2 separate regions of the Sus scrofa genome follow, and region 2 is linked to region 1. Evidence: chromatin contacts called from public HiChIP or PLAC-seq data. All regions are on one chromosome and are shown on one strand. The core of a region is the stretch at or near the end of the contact, and the rest is flanking DNA. Distances in the headings are between cores, read along the strand shown.

Region 1 (6,820 bases), core at 1,865-4,364:
AAATGGTACAGGGTTTCTTATTTTCTTTCTCTCTCTCTCTTTTTTTTTTATGGCTGCACCCACAGCATATGGAAGTTCCCAGGCTAGGGGTCAAATTGGAGCTGCAGCTGCTGGGCTACACCACAGCCACAGCAACACCAGATCTGAGCCACATCTGTGACCTACACCACAGCTCACAGCAACACTGGATCCTTAACTCACTGAGCAAGACCAAGGATGGACACTGCGTCCTCACGGATAGTCAGGTTCATTACTGCTGAGCCACAACAGGAACTCCACAAATGGGAAGTTTAAAAGGTGCAGAATTATGATTCAAATAAGGTGACTGAACTCTCAATCAGAGAAATAGCTTTCTTCATCTAAGCCCGTGCATAAACCCTGTCAAACCACTTCAGCACATATCTCCATTCAACCCTGTCCAATACTGTGGCCAGTAGCCACACAAGGCTATTTAAATTTAATTAAAATTAAACTAAATTAAAAATCAGTTCCTCATTCTCACTAGCTGTGTTTTAAATACTAAAGTGCCACACGTGGCTGGCGGCTACCAAGTTGGGACACTGCAGATACAGAATGTTCTGTTGAATGGCCTCTCTTAAACCTACTATGAATCAGAATCAGGTAAGGGCGCTCCACGAGGAGAATGCCCTGGGCCCTACCCATAAATGCCTAACAGTCTAGCTGTAGGAATAAAATTAAGTCCGAGCTAAACGAAAACACTCTTTCCCCACTCCAGGTGTGCTGTTTCTTCTCCAGGTGTTAACACACACTGAAATCCACCACTTACTGACTGGTCAGTCTCATCCCTGAACACAGTAGCTCTCAAGCCGGGGAAGCTTCTAAAACTTCCCATCTTCCATCCACATCCCAAGGCATTTAAGTCAGAATCCCCAGGGGAGAGACCCAGGCACTGGGAAGTTTAAAGCTCCCCAGTGGGTACAATCACACAATGACGGTGGAAGAGCCTTGTCCTACAATGTGAACTTTCCAGGGAGGGTAACATCTTACTCAAGTCTTCATTCCCCTTCCCAAATACCCTCTCCATCGTGCCCCCTCCACCTCTCTAAGCCTGACACCCAGCCCAGTGGCTGGCAGGTGAAAGACATTCAGTAAATGTTTGTTAGGTAGCCAATGCAAACGATCAGTCTCGGCCAGGAATTTAAAGGGTTCAGAGGATAAAGCAGCACAAAAAAAAAAATCAAAATTTTCAAATCTGAGGGAGTAACAATGCAGAAGTGATGGGAGATGAGGAGGTGAGGCAGAAGAGCAGAATCAGCTGCAGAGAAAGTCAAGCCCTCCTGCCCACCCCCCAGGGTCACTGATTCAGGGCTGGACCTCCTTGAAAAATCTTTAAAGATCTCATACTTCCTTCAAACAAAGCTGCATCTAAACCTGGTAGATATCTTGCTTAAAAAAAGAAAAAAACAGACTCTGATTAAGTCTGAGGTGGGCCTGAGATTCTGCATTTCGAACAAGCTCCTAGTGGTGGCAGAGATGTTGGCCTACAGAGCACTGTGAGTAGTCAAGTATTAAAGCAATCATCCTATAATAGTTTAGTTCAGCGGTGGCACCTGTGATTCTACTAGTCAATAATTAGTATCTCTCCCCTAGTTCTATTTTTTCATCATTTTTCTCATGTCTGCAGCTTTGACACTATCACAATTACTATACCATAATAATAGCTGGTATTTGATTACTTTGTGCCAAATGCTGTTACATGCATTCATTTAATCCAAGAACTCTTGGAAGCAGTACTCTTGCTATCTTCACTTTACAGATTAGAAAAAGAAGTAATTTGCCCAAAGTCAATCAGCTAGCAGGTGGTCAAACCCGGACTGGCGCTACCTAAACTGCCTTTCCAGGGCAAGAGGCCCTGAGGGGCTATTCTTTTTTTTTTTTTGTTTTGTCTTTTTAGGGCCGCACTGGCGGCATATGGAGGTTCCTAGGCTAGGGGTCCAGTTGGGGCTACAGCTGCCAGAGCCACAGCAACGCCAGACCCGAGCCGCGTCTGTGACCTACACCACAGCTCACAGCAACGCCGGATCCTTAACCCACCCAGCGAGGTCAGGGATCGAACCCGCAACCTCATGGTTCCTAGTCGGATTCGTTAACCACTGCGCCACGACGGGAACTCCTGAGGGGCTATTCTGAGAGGATGGAGAGGGGGAACTACGGGAGCCCCACTTGCAAAGCGGGAAACACCAAGAGTGAGTTAACAGCAGCTCCTAGGCTTGACCGCTATCAACAAAGAGATCTCCGAGGAGGCTGCTGGCCACTGAGTGGAAATCAGCACAAATGAGAAGTATCTGGTTTCAATGAACGTACACGTGAAACGAGAAAAACAAGACTAATTTGGAGAATAGAGTCAACTTTTGCCTGAACCCAGAAACACGGCATAAGTCAGCAGTTTGCAATTTTGTTCGCGTCCCTTTGTCTAGTTTCCTGGAGCAAACTTAAGAACGTGCGTTTCTAACGGTTCCTAGATGACGATGACGACGGTCAAGCTAGTCTGGGGACCGCACCTCCATAACCACGAGCGCAGAGAAAATCGTCCTTGTTTTTCACCGCCCACTCATAAATATTCATCTCTAACTTTTAACATCCAAATTAAGTTTTTAAAACTTAGGTACAACCAAACCCAAGCCATTCTACTGACGCTATTTGTTCAAACTGTGCTTAAAGTTTTCAGAGATAACTGAAGCCAACAAAATTCAACGTTCGCCCGCGTCTCGCTTTGCGCTCCTTGCCCCTTTCCCTAGGCCTCTCTTTGAACCGCTAAAGATAAGACCTCTGACTGGCCGGGGAGATAAGACCGGGCGCTCGGCCATCCCCGTCGACGCCGTGCTCAGAGGTCTCCCGCAGGCCGGGGCAACACCCTCGGCCTCCCCTGCGCCGCCGCCCGCGAGACCCGCCGGGGCCGAACTCCAACCTGCCCGCCGCTCAAACACACCCGACTCACGTCCCAGGTCGCCTGCCTGCCTCTCCAAGGAGACAGACACGTGCCCACGTCGCAAAAGGCAGCGAGCAGACCCCAACAGAGCAGAGCTCTTCTGCGGGCACCGGGCCTCTAGCGCGTCCTCATCGACTCGCTCGGCCGGCAGCTGTGTGTCCCTCCCGGGCGCGCGGCTGATTGGCCCGCCGAGGGGGGCGGGGCCGGCTGGCTTGTTTTCTGTATCCTCATCAGCTGAACTCTGCAGGTGAAATCTTACAGGGAAGACAAACACATAAAAGGAGTACGAAACGTATTTTCTTAGTATCAGTTTATTTTATAAGTTTTCGAATGTGTAACATTTGCAAAAAAAAAAAGCCCAGAAATCTATTTGGAGTATTTTTTGGAGAATTTTTTAAATGGGGTTGAGTGATAATGGTATCCTATAGTATTGAGTACTGGGGGGGGGGGCGGAGGAGTGCACACTGCGTGGTCGTTGGAAGTAGTAAGTTTCCTTTTGATTTTTATCTTTACGTACTGGCCTTGCAAGCTTAGAAAATTCTCCAAAGAGGAAATGAGTTTTACACACTAGGAGAAAATAAAAGGTGTACGCAAAAGTTACTGGAATCAAATTTAAAAGTATATAAAGCAGTGCACTTGAGTGTGCATGTTGCTTATTACAGTTTTTAAAAATTAAAATACAAGGAGTTCCCGTCGTGGCCCAGCGGAAACGAATCCGACAAGGAACCATGAGGTTGCAGGTTCAGTCCCTGGCCTCGCTCAGTGAGTTAAGGATCCGACGTTTTAGTGAGTTGTGGTGTAGGTCGCAGACGCGGCTCGGATCCTGCGTTGTTGTGGCTGTGGCTGTGGCTGCCATCTGTAGCTCCGATTAGACCCCTAGCCTGGGAACCTCCCTATGCCGTGAGTGCGGCCCTAAAAAGCAAAAAAAAAAAAAAAAAAAGAAAAGAAAAAAGAAAATACACCTGACATAAAATTTACCATCTTACCATTTTCAGTGTAGAGTTCATTAAGTATATTAATATCGTTGTGCAATCATCACCACTATGCATCTCCATGAATCTTTTCATCCTGCAAAACTGAAACTCTATGTACCTTAAATAATTCATCATTTCCTTTCTGCCCCCAGCCACTGGCAACGGCCATAGACGCTTTGTATCTCTATGAATTTGTCTACTCTAGGTAACTCATGTAAGTGGAATCATACAAAATTGGTCTTTTTTGTGACTGACATTTCATTTAGCATAACATCCTTAAGGATCATCCATGTTGTAACACATATCAAAATTTCCTTCCTTTTTAAAGGCTGAATGATGCTCCATTGTATTATACACCACGGTTTATCAGTTTGTCTGTTGGACTCCAGTTGCTTGTACCTTTTGGCTATTATAAGGCTGCTGTGAACATCAGTGTACAAATACTCTTTGAGACCCTGATTTCAATTATTTTGAGCATATGTACCTAAAAGTGGGATTGCTGGGTCAAATGTAATTCCATTTTTGGTTTTTTAAGGGATCACCATACTGTTTTCCGCAATGGCTGTACTATGTGATATTCCAACCAACAGTACATAGAAGTTCCAATTTCTCCGCATCCTTGCCAACACTTTTTTTTTGACAGCAGCCATCCTATTGAATGTGAGGTGATATCTCTCTTTGTGGTTTTTAATTGTATTTCCCTAATGATTAGTGATACTGAGCATTTTTCAAGTGCTTATTGACCACCTGTCTCTCTTCTTGGGAGCTATGACGATTGAAGTCCTTTGCCCATTTTTTTTTTTTCTTTCTTGGCTGCCCTGCAGCATATGGAGTTCCCCAGCCAGGGATCAGATCCGAGTTGCAGCCTTTGCCGCAGCTGCAGTAATGCTGGATCCTTTTTTTTTTTTTTTTCCTATTTCTTGGGCTGCTTCCGCGGCTTATGGAGATTCCCAGGCTAGGGGTCCAGTCGGAGCTGTAGCCGCCAGCCTACGCCAGAGCCACAGCAACGCGGGATCCGAGCCGCGTCTGCAACCTCCTACACCACAGCTCACGGCAACGCCGGATCCTTAACCCACTGAGCAAGGGCAGGGACCGAACCCGCAACCTCATGGTTCCTAGTCGGATTTGTCAACCACTGCCCCACGACGGGAATTCCCTCTTTTTTTTTTTTTTTAAGTGCTGGATCCTTTAACCCACTTTACCAGGCCAGGAATCTAACCTGCGTCCTGGCGCTGCAGAGGCACCGTGGATCTGGTTGCTCGACAGCAGGAACACCGTCTGCCCATTTTTTTAGTTTTTTTTTTGGTGGTTGTTGAGCTGTAGGAGTTATTTATATAGTCTGTATATTAACCCTTTATCAGACATGATTTGCAAGTATTTTCTCTGATTTCATGGGTTGCCTCTTCACTGTTAGGTCCTTTGGCTTATTATAATTTAAAAAAAAATTAATGAAACTTGAATCACACCACTGATCATCCACCAGGAAGTCAAGAACTTCTGTACCACCCTCCCATCCCCACTTTCCTTCCTGGAACTCCCAACTGAGGATTCAGAGAATGTAGATACTTCAGTTTTCTTGTTTTCTCATATATGTGAACCTCTAGGAATCTCTTCACCTCCATGCAGAAGAACATATGTAACCAGATGGTTAGGAAATAAAATAATTTCTAGTGCTTATTACCTAATGCCCTGCAAAGTGAAAATCAATACCCAATAAATATATAGGAGGATCTTAACATTTTCTCCCTGGCAGTGATGGAGGTAGAATATATAATTTTTTTATGAATACCTTTTCATCATAAAGTTGATCTGGTCTACATCAAGAAACTGCTTTTTCTTTTTTTTCTTCTAGTTTTAAACTTAACATGGAGTTCTCTTATGGGGCAGTGCGTTAAGGATTCAGTGTTGTTACTGCAGTGGCTGGGGTTGCTGCTGTGACTCAGGTTTGATCCCTGACCTGGGAACTTCCACATGATTCAGGTATGGCCAAAAAGTAAAAAAATATAAAAACTGAACACTAATGATCAGTTATAATACCTAAAATGTGTAAAACTCAGTCTGAAAGTAAATTGAAGAGACTGTGTGTGGCCTGTTTTCAGCAGAATTCCCTTCTGCATGCCTGAGAGGTAGAAAAACTGTACTACAGAATATGCACAAGCTAATCAGATTTCATTTATTTCTGAAGTATTCATCATCTTTGTAGTGTTAGGATTTATACATTTTGCAGGGTTTTTTGTTTTGTTTAGTCTTTGTTTTTTTGCTTCTTAAGGCCACACCCATGGCATATGGAAGTTCCCAGGCTAGGGTTTGAATTGGAGCTACAGCTGCCAGCCTATACCACAGCCACAGCAACTCAGGATCTGAGCTGTGCCTGTGACCTACACCATAGCTCGTGGCAATGCAAGATCCCCGACTCACTGATGGAGGCCAGGGATCAAACCCACATCCTCATGGATACTAATTGAATTAGTTTCTGCTGCACCACAATAGGAACTCTTGCTGGGCTTTTATTAATCAACTTTCACAATGTAATCAGAACAGAAAATTCTCTAGATATTGAATGATAATTCTCTAGATATTGAATAATAATAATTCTCTAGATACTTAATTTACACAAATACAGTTGCCAAGGGTTAAAATGTAAGTTAGAAGAAATTTACAAAGAAACTTAGGAGGGAGTTCCCTGGTGACTCAGTGGGTTAAGAATCCAGTATTGTCCCTGCTGCGGCTTGGATCTGATCCCTGGCCCAGGAACTCCCACCTGCCACAAGTGCAGCAAAAAAAAAAGAATAATAAAAAAGAAACTTAAGAAACTGATTGTGGGGTTTACCACTGGACCATACTACTGCCAAAGAAGCAAGGAAAAAACAACTTTCTAAACTGGAAACCACAAACA
Region 2 (7,038 bases), core at 820-3,319, 150 kb before region 1:
CTGGGTCTCTTAGCACATAGAATTTAGGCTTCCATTTTCCTCTTACTTTTATTGAAGCATAGTTGACTTTCTTTTTTCTCTTAAAACGATGCTACCAGAAGTTCCCATTGTGGCTCAGCAGGTTATGAACCCAAGTAGGATCCATGAGGATGAGGGTTCGATCCCTGGGATCCCTGGCCTCACTCTGGGTTAAGGATCCGGTGTTGCCGTGAGCTGTGGTGTAGGTCATAGATGCGGCTCGAATCTGGCATTGCTGTGGCTCTGGTGTAGGCCGGTGGCTGCAGCTCTGATTCGACCCCTAGCCTGGGAACCTACATATGCTGCAGGTGTGGCCCTAAAATGACAAAAGAAAAAAAAAAATCTGCTACCAGTCCTCACTATCTTCCTCATAAAGCAACAACTTAAAAGTACAATTTGCCACGCAGTCCGAGGTATCCTCTGAATGGCCCCTGCTTTATGTCTTCCCAGGCACCCTAAACCAGTTTCCAAGCCCCAAAGTTAAAAATAACTCACTCTCCAGCCAGCTAGACAAATCGCAGCTGCCTTGGTCACCAAAGAAATCTTCAAAGCAGAAATGGATTCAACTCCCCTTACCGCTAAGCAGAGCTCTGGGGCTTGGGAAGCTTCTGTTGGAACAGGAGTGAATGGAGGCCCGGGAAAGAGGGACCAGGGCCAGTAACCAACCAGCTGCTCTGTTGTTGAGGTCACACAGCAGTCCTAAGCCAGCCTATCAGAAGCATGTTCCTATGTTCTCCACAAAATGCTAATGCACTTAATACACACAGTTTTAACGAATTGTCTTCACTTGGGTCCCAATTTCATTAAGACTACTGTTTTTCCGTATTTCTGACTTCAGAAGATCTTTAAATAATGTATACGTGTATCGTAAAAATTTCATACAGTCCAGAAAGTAAATGAAAAGTCAAGACCCCCTCTTCCCCACAAAACTCCCAATTCCACTTCCTGGGGGTCCACTGAATAGTTTTGTGTATCTTTCCGGAAAGTACGTAGACTCTTTGAAAAACAGATGAGGTCACACTATATACATTATTGGGCATCTTGCTTTTTTTCACAGTCTTACAGATTATACACCTCATTCTTTTCCGTGGCTGCAGAGTATGACCGCTGTTGCTTGTGTATCATCACATAGGGTGTTAGATTAGCTCCACTTGGGGGCCGTCCTCACCTGCATACTGCTTCCTGTCGCATGAGTTACTTAAAAGCAAAGTCCTAGCAGTGGAATTGCCACTTGGAATTCATAGCATTTGATGGCAGTTACCGAGGTGCCTTGTAACAAGGTGGCGCTAATTTGTACTTCCAGCAGCAGTCCGAGAGTTCCTGTCTCCCCAATCCTCACTGGCACTGCCAGGGATTTTCAAACTTGAGTATTTGCCATACTCGTAGGTAAAAGTATATTTTATTGCTTTGATTTATCTTATTATGAGGTAGGAATGACAGGTTTATTTTTAAACAAATACATGTTGATTTCGATCTTTAAGAATCACGGGTCCATTTTCTTCATTTAAGCACTTTGTGTCCCTCACAAAGGAGTTTTTCTCTGGAAACTCATCTTCATAAGTTGCCTAATCAAGCTTTCCCTGCATTCAAAAAAAAAAAAAAATCCTTGGTGCCTTTGAGTCAAACTAGTATTTCAGTCGGTTCCTCCATCTCTGCGCTTTGGCCAGATCTTCTGCAATAGTTCTAATCATTTGATCAGTAGTTTGTTTCAAAACGGTTGCTGTCCTTAGGGCATGATCCAAAGATGAGTTTAAAATCTACAGAGAAAGAGTCCACACGTTTTCGTCACTTAAATTTACGACTGCTTCTCTTAATTGGGTTCGCATTATTCAACACCGCTAAGTGGAATTTTTGGAGTACTCTCTTTTCCACCCGGTCTATTTCTGTTTTGAGGGTTTGTTTCCTAGGAAACCAGTCTGAGTGGAATATGTTTTTTTAGAAAAAAGGGACAGAAAAAAGGCCAACACGTGACTGATGAGCATGAATCAGAGGGTGAGGTCAGCAACCTGCCGGGCTGTTTTCTGCTGTGGAAAAAGAGATGTGTGAGGAGAGAAGCTCCTGGGGTGGGGGGCACAATGCAGGGGATCCCGGGCCATAACCACCGAGAGGGCACCCGGGGTGCAAGTGCATGCATGGGGCAGTGTTGGAAAGTGGCCTGAAAATAAATGGGAGACTGCTGGCAGCTGTCACCCCAGTGTCACTGGACAGACTTGTGAGTGGGGTGCCCTCATGCCAGGGCCAGGAGAATCTGTGCCAAGGCACCACCCATAGAACACTTTCTCCAGGAAGTTTGCCTTGGACCCAATTTAGGAATAATGCAAACCACGTGGCCACTCAGGCTGTGTATCTTTATGTTAGTGCTGAGCACACGTTGCTTTAGCAAAGCTTTTTCTGACGCTCTGTACTGTAATAATTTAAAGGCCATCAGTTTTGTGGTCATCCAGACCAAACTTACAAGCTGCAAGGATTCTAGAATTTTTTTCTAACTCCTCACCTCAGATTCCATCTCCTCAACACCACGAAAGTTGCTTAAGGATGTGCTTCCAGAAATCCTGCAGGACTGGGAAGGGGGTGAGCATGTAGCCAGGTCTGAACTGTAAAAAACGCAAAGGCACCTGAGTGCCATCCAGCTCTGTGGTTAGGTAATGGCCGTGTGTGTGTGTGTTGGGACAAGGAGCTGGTGCACCCCTGCCCAAGGACACATAACCAGGATGCAAACCCAAGAACTCCCCAGGGGCCACATCCATAAACACTGCACTGCACTCTGAGAGTGGGTGGTGGGGTTCAGACTTGAATGTGACCGCATGGCCTGAACTCTAGCCACACTGCTACATTGTCCTGCCTCCCAAATAGCTCTTGAATATGAGACTTCTCTCTTTCCTCTTCTACCACCCTTGGCCAAGCTGCCATCACGCCACCTGGATTATTGCACTAGCCTCCTATTTGGCCTCTGTGCTGCAATCCTTGACTCCTCTAATTTCTTCCCTCTCCCTTAGTTAGTGATCTTTTAAAACACAAGAAAATGTTAAAAAACACTCAGGTTAAAAAAAAAAAAAAAAAAAAAAAACCACCTCTTTGGCTTCCCATTATATCTAAGCCTCTGAAATCTTGCAGCTGACAAGCCCCTGCACGGTCTGGCCCTGCCCATCCCACTGGCCTTCCCTCACCAGCCTCATCTTGCCCACTGCTTCTCCATCTTCCAGGCTCCAGCTGCATCGTTCCTGGACTTGCCAAGGGCCTTCCCACACCAGGACGCCCTCCTAGACTGGCACCTTCTTCCCACTTACACCTCCATCCCCTTGCTAGTTCATTCATACTCACCCTTTAGAACTCAGTTTCCCTGAACCCCCAAACTAGGTAATAGCACTCGGTATGCCCCCTTTTCCTCTACCAATAAAAGTGAGCTCTCTGAGGGCAGGAACGGCGGGTGACTTAGTCCCAGTGTCCTGCTATCGACACTCAAGTATTTGTTGAATGAATCACTGAATGACTGAAGTATTAGCCAGACCTACATTTGAATCCTGGCTGTACTGCTGCTGATCCAGGAGATCGAGGGCAGGTAACTGAATGCTCTAAGCACATTGCATGCATCCAAGCGAGGGGTAGTCATTGTGTTAATAATACTTACTTTCCTGGTATGAGATCGCACGCATCAAGTGAGGATTTTGAATTTGCTCTTTGGGAACAGATCCATTTTGGTTGTGAATGAGCTGGAAAACGTTAGCTAAGATTAAATTCGGAACATCAAAAAAGAGCCCCAAATGATCCCCAAACGATTAATGGGTATCATTTCCTGAACTTTTCTGTATGAATGAAATAGTTCATAAAATTTGGGGAAATAAAGAAAATTTGGGGACATGGGAAATAGCCATCAAGTATTATGTATTCAAGAAAAGAAATTCAGTATGTAAAAGGAGCTTTATTGGCAGACAGGAGACCAGGAGTCTGGGTTCTCTGGGTGTGAGCTCTGTGACCTGAGCGTGTCTGCAGGCTCAGCCTCTTCATGTGGCAAATGGAGGGAGAATATTTTCCAAGAGCGTGGACTGAATCAATTTCTGAAGGCCTCCTCACTTTGGGACCAAGACTTCTAGGAGTCAGAACTAAATTATGTTACTGAGACAGTTCTGGAAAATAGAGACCAAACAGAGGAGAAGATAAGCACAGCAAAGTCACCATGGAACACAAATTCGCCTTCGGGTCACTGAGGCTCCCTTCCCCCCCTCCCCGGCCCCCTTCCTCCTTCTGGCTTCTCTGGCTTCTCTTTCCCTGTCATGACTCCACTGCTTTCCTCATTCACATACTGGAATGAGGTCTCAAGGGTTGTAGACCCCAAAACCAAGGCGGTAATAAAGAACTCTGCCTGTTGCTTTTGCAGAGTCTTGGGGACCATCCCCTTGAGAGAACACGCCCAACTGGAGGATCTGGCAGCTGAGGGGGGGGACGCAGCTGAGGTCCTTCGGGTGAAGGCTGTTCTTTAGTCTTGGACACCTGCAGTTATGAAAGATAAGAAACATTCTCTCTGGCACCCCGGCCCCAGCGATGGAGAGAAAGCTCTGAAGGTTCGAACTTGCTCATGAGGAAAGGGTGTCAGAGAACCAGAACGTCCTCGTTCAGAAGCAAAACAAGAGTGTCCCTTTCCCTCCTCTGGTGCCCTTAGCGGACCACCCCCGTGCTTCTAGCACGTGGCACATTTTGCCATGAGCGTCCCTTATTTGGGTACGTGTTCCTTTCTCTCAATAGGTTATAATTCCGTGGGAGGAAGGAGCCGTGTTTTATTCATCTTTATCAATAAATGTTTGGCACTGAAATGAGCAATTTGATATTTTAGGAGTGTAAAAATAGTCTGTTTCTCTACATGCTGACTTTTAGTGGGGATATCCTTAAAGCTTTTGCCATTCCTGATGAATCATAATAATAGTGGCAATTATTCAGTCGGCTATCTGTTCCACCAATATTCATGATGTGCTACTGACCAACGCTGGTGTAGCCCTTAGTACCCTTCAAAGCCCTTTCCTGCCAGCGTCTCTGAGCCCCAGCCCAGCCTCCTGCCATCCAGGTGTAGGGCTGGATGTGGAGGTGTTAGGTGGGGCTGGAGACCTGGCAGCAGCCCCCACCCCGCACTACCAGTGGCCAGTAGGATGGGGTCTCCCACGCAGGGGGACCAGCTTGTTGACAAAGATGGGATCAGGCAGGAGATGTACTTACAAGGTGAAGAGTTTCTATTTTCATGTAAAAAGCGGAGTTGGGCAAAGGACCTTCTTTCCCTATGATTAAAGTAGTTCTGTCTTGGGGTGTCGTATCTATAATGAAATTCTAAAGAGAAAAGATGAAAACTACGACTCACTGCCTGGGAGCAACAGCTGTCCCCACTTAATCCTGTATTTTCTACGACAGCCCAGTCATGCTCACCCTTAGCTGGGTCTTTCCCACGGATCCTCCGGGAGTTATGAATCTTGGTGCCACACTTCTCACATTGATTACTCGGCACTCCAGCCCCAGAAGCAGAATAGCAGCTGTGCCCTGTATCAGAACCTGAAAAAGCCGAAGTTACACAAAGGATGTGTGGGTTTTGTTGGTGTTGGTGTTTTTTTGTCTTTTTAGGGCCACATCTGTGGCATATGATGTTCCCAGGCTAGGAGTTGAATCCGAGCTGCAGCTGCCCACCTGCACCACAGCCACAGCAACACAGGATCTGAGCTGCATCCTCGACCTACACCACAGCTCCCGGCAACACTGGATCCTTGACCCAGTGAGTGAGGCCAGGGATCGAACCAGTGTACTCATGGATACTAGTAGGGTTCGTTACCGCTGAGCCACGACAGGAACTCCTGAGTTTTTGGATTATAGCCATAAAATGTGCTCTGGAAGTAGAACTCTGGCCCTGGCAAGTGTGCATTAGGCCCCTGGTGTTCACTTTCCTGGGGGAAATTTACCAAGGGGGTTGCCAGCCTCGGGGCGACATTTGTTTTGACAGGTAACAGTCCCCACAGGAAAGTCTCAGGATTTGCCCAGCACACATAGGTGTTTGGTCAAGCTCTTCTGGAGGGATGGCTCTGTGAGAATGTGGCCCATTGAATTATCAGACAATCTTGCACTTGTAGTTATTTTTCCAGATTTGCCCTGAGACTTCCACATTGTCTTCGCAGACCCTGCAGCGACCAAGAGCTTTGGTTTTGTCATCCAGGCAACTGGGAAGATGGTTTTCCTCTATATCCCATTCCTAAGTCCATGTGGGAACCTGTATCATAGCTTTGCCCTCATCAGTACCACAGAGAGACTGGCAGGAGAGCCCACGTGCGTCCAGTGTAGGTCTGGGTCTTATCTGGCAGCCTGTGGGCAGTGGACCTCTCCAGGGAAGGCCAGAGGGGGAGCCTGCGCCTGGCAGGTGAGCCCTTCCTGCTAGTCAAGCAGCGTCTAAGCCCCAGGAAAGACAAGGCTCGGGGGCAAAGCCACCTGCCTTGTCCCTCCTGACTCCTGATTCACTCATCAGTCACGTTGTCTTCCCAAGTGCAGATCACAGATGCAAATGAGCTCTAGGAAGGTTTTTTTTTTTTTTTTTTTTTTCTTTCCCAGATCTCACTCAGCCAAGTCCCTGGATGCCTTCTTAATCCAGAACCCGAGGAAATTACAACTAGAGGAAGAAAGAAGGAAGGTTGCATTGTGCAAGGGACAAGGCAGGGGTTCAGATGGGCCTGAGGGTGCAGCCTGGCTCTGCTGCTTATGAGCTGCGATGGTTGACAACATGCCCACAAATTCCTCCAGAGGAGGGAACCGACCTCCTCTCTCCTTGATTGCGCACTGGACTGAATGACTTGCTTCTAACAAGTAGAATAAAGTAAAATGCTGGTGTATCACAAGTCCTAAGAGACACTGAAGTTTCCACCTCGGTCTTCCTCTTGGATCACTTGCCTGGGGGACGCTGGCTGCCACGTCTTAATGACACTCAAGCAGCCTATCGGGGTGGCCCGCGCGGTGAGGAACTCCTGCCCATGGCCATGCCAGTGAACGATCTTGGAAGCA

What was found. HiChIP or PLAC-seq counts read pairs in DNA pulled down with a chosen protein or histone mark.
Region 2: an H3K27ac HiChIP or PLAC-seq map of skeletal muscle shows a contact between it and region 1, with 3 times the contacts expected there. The contact joins the enhancer-like site here to the promoter of CLCC1 in region 1. A contact is called at or near these places in 1 of 5 promoter capture datasets (fetal liver), 3 of 47 Hi-C or Micro-C datasets (embryonic fibroblasts, heart right ventricle and undifferentiated spermatogonia) and 2 of 2 datasets of contacts at active chromatin or transcription factors (alveolar macrophages and skeletal muscle).

What each region holds. Positions count from the first base shown.
Region 1 is chr4:111,076,942-111,083,761 of Sscrofa11.1, reverse strand. CLCC1 (chloride channel CLIC-like protein 1) reads right to left here and starts at 3,114. Exons shown (of 11, transcript XM_005663605.3): 1 at 2,960-3,114.
Region 2 is chr4:111,222,727-111,229,764 of Sscrofa11.1, reverse strand. AKNAD1 (protein AKNAD1) reads right to left here. Exons shown (of 13, transcript XM_021090095.1): 9 at 5,428-5,550; 10 at 5,224-5,331; 11 at 3,647-3,728; 12 at 2,513-2,612; 13 at 291-1,775. The coding sequence ends at 1,644. Among named protein-coding and RNA genes, the nearest start is that of AKNAD1, 31 kb to the right of the region's middle. Within about 2 kb of position 2,069, at least 15 of the 83 cell types and tissues checked have an H3K27ac peak or open chromatin away from gene starts, as enhancers often do. A contact at or near this core is called in skeletal muscle, where this site is marked.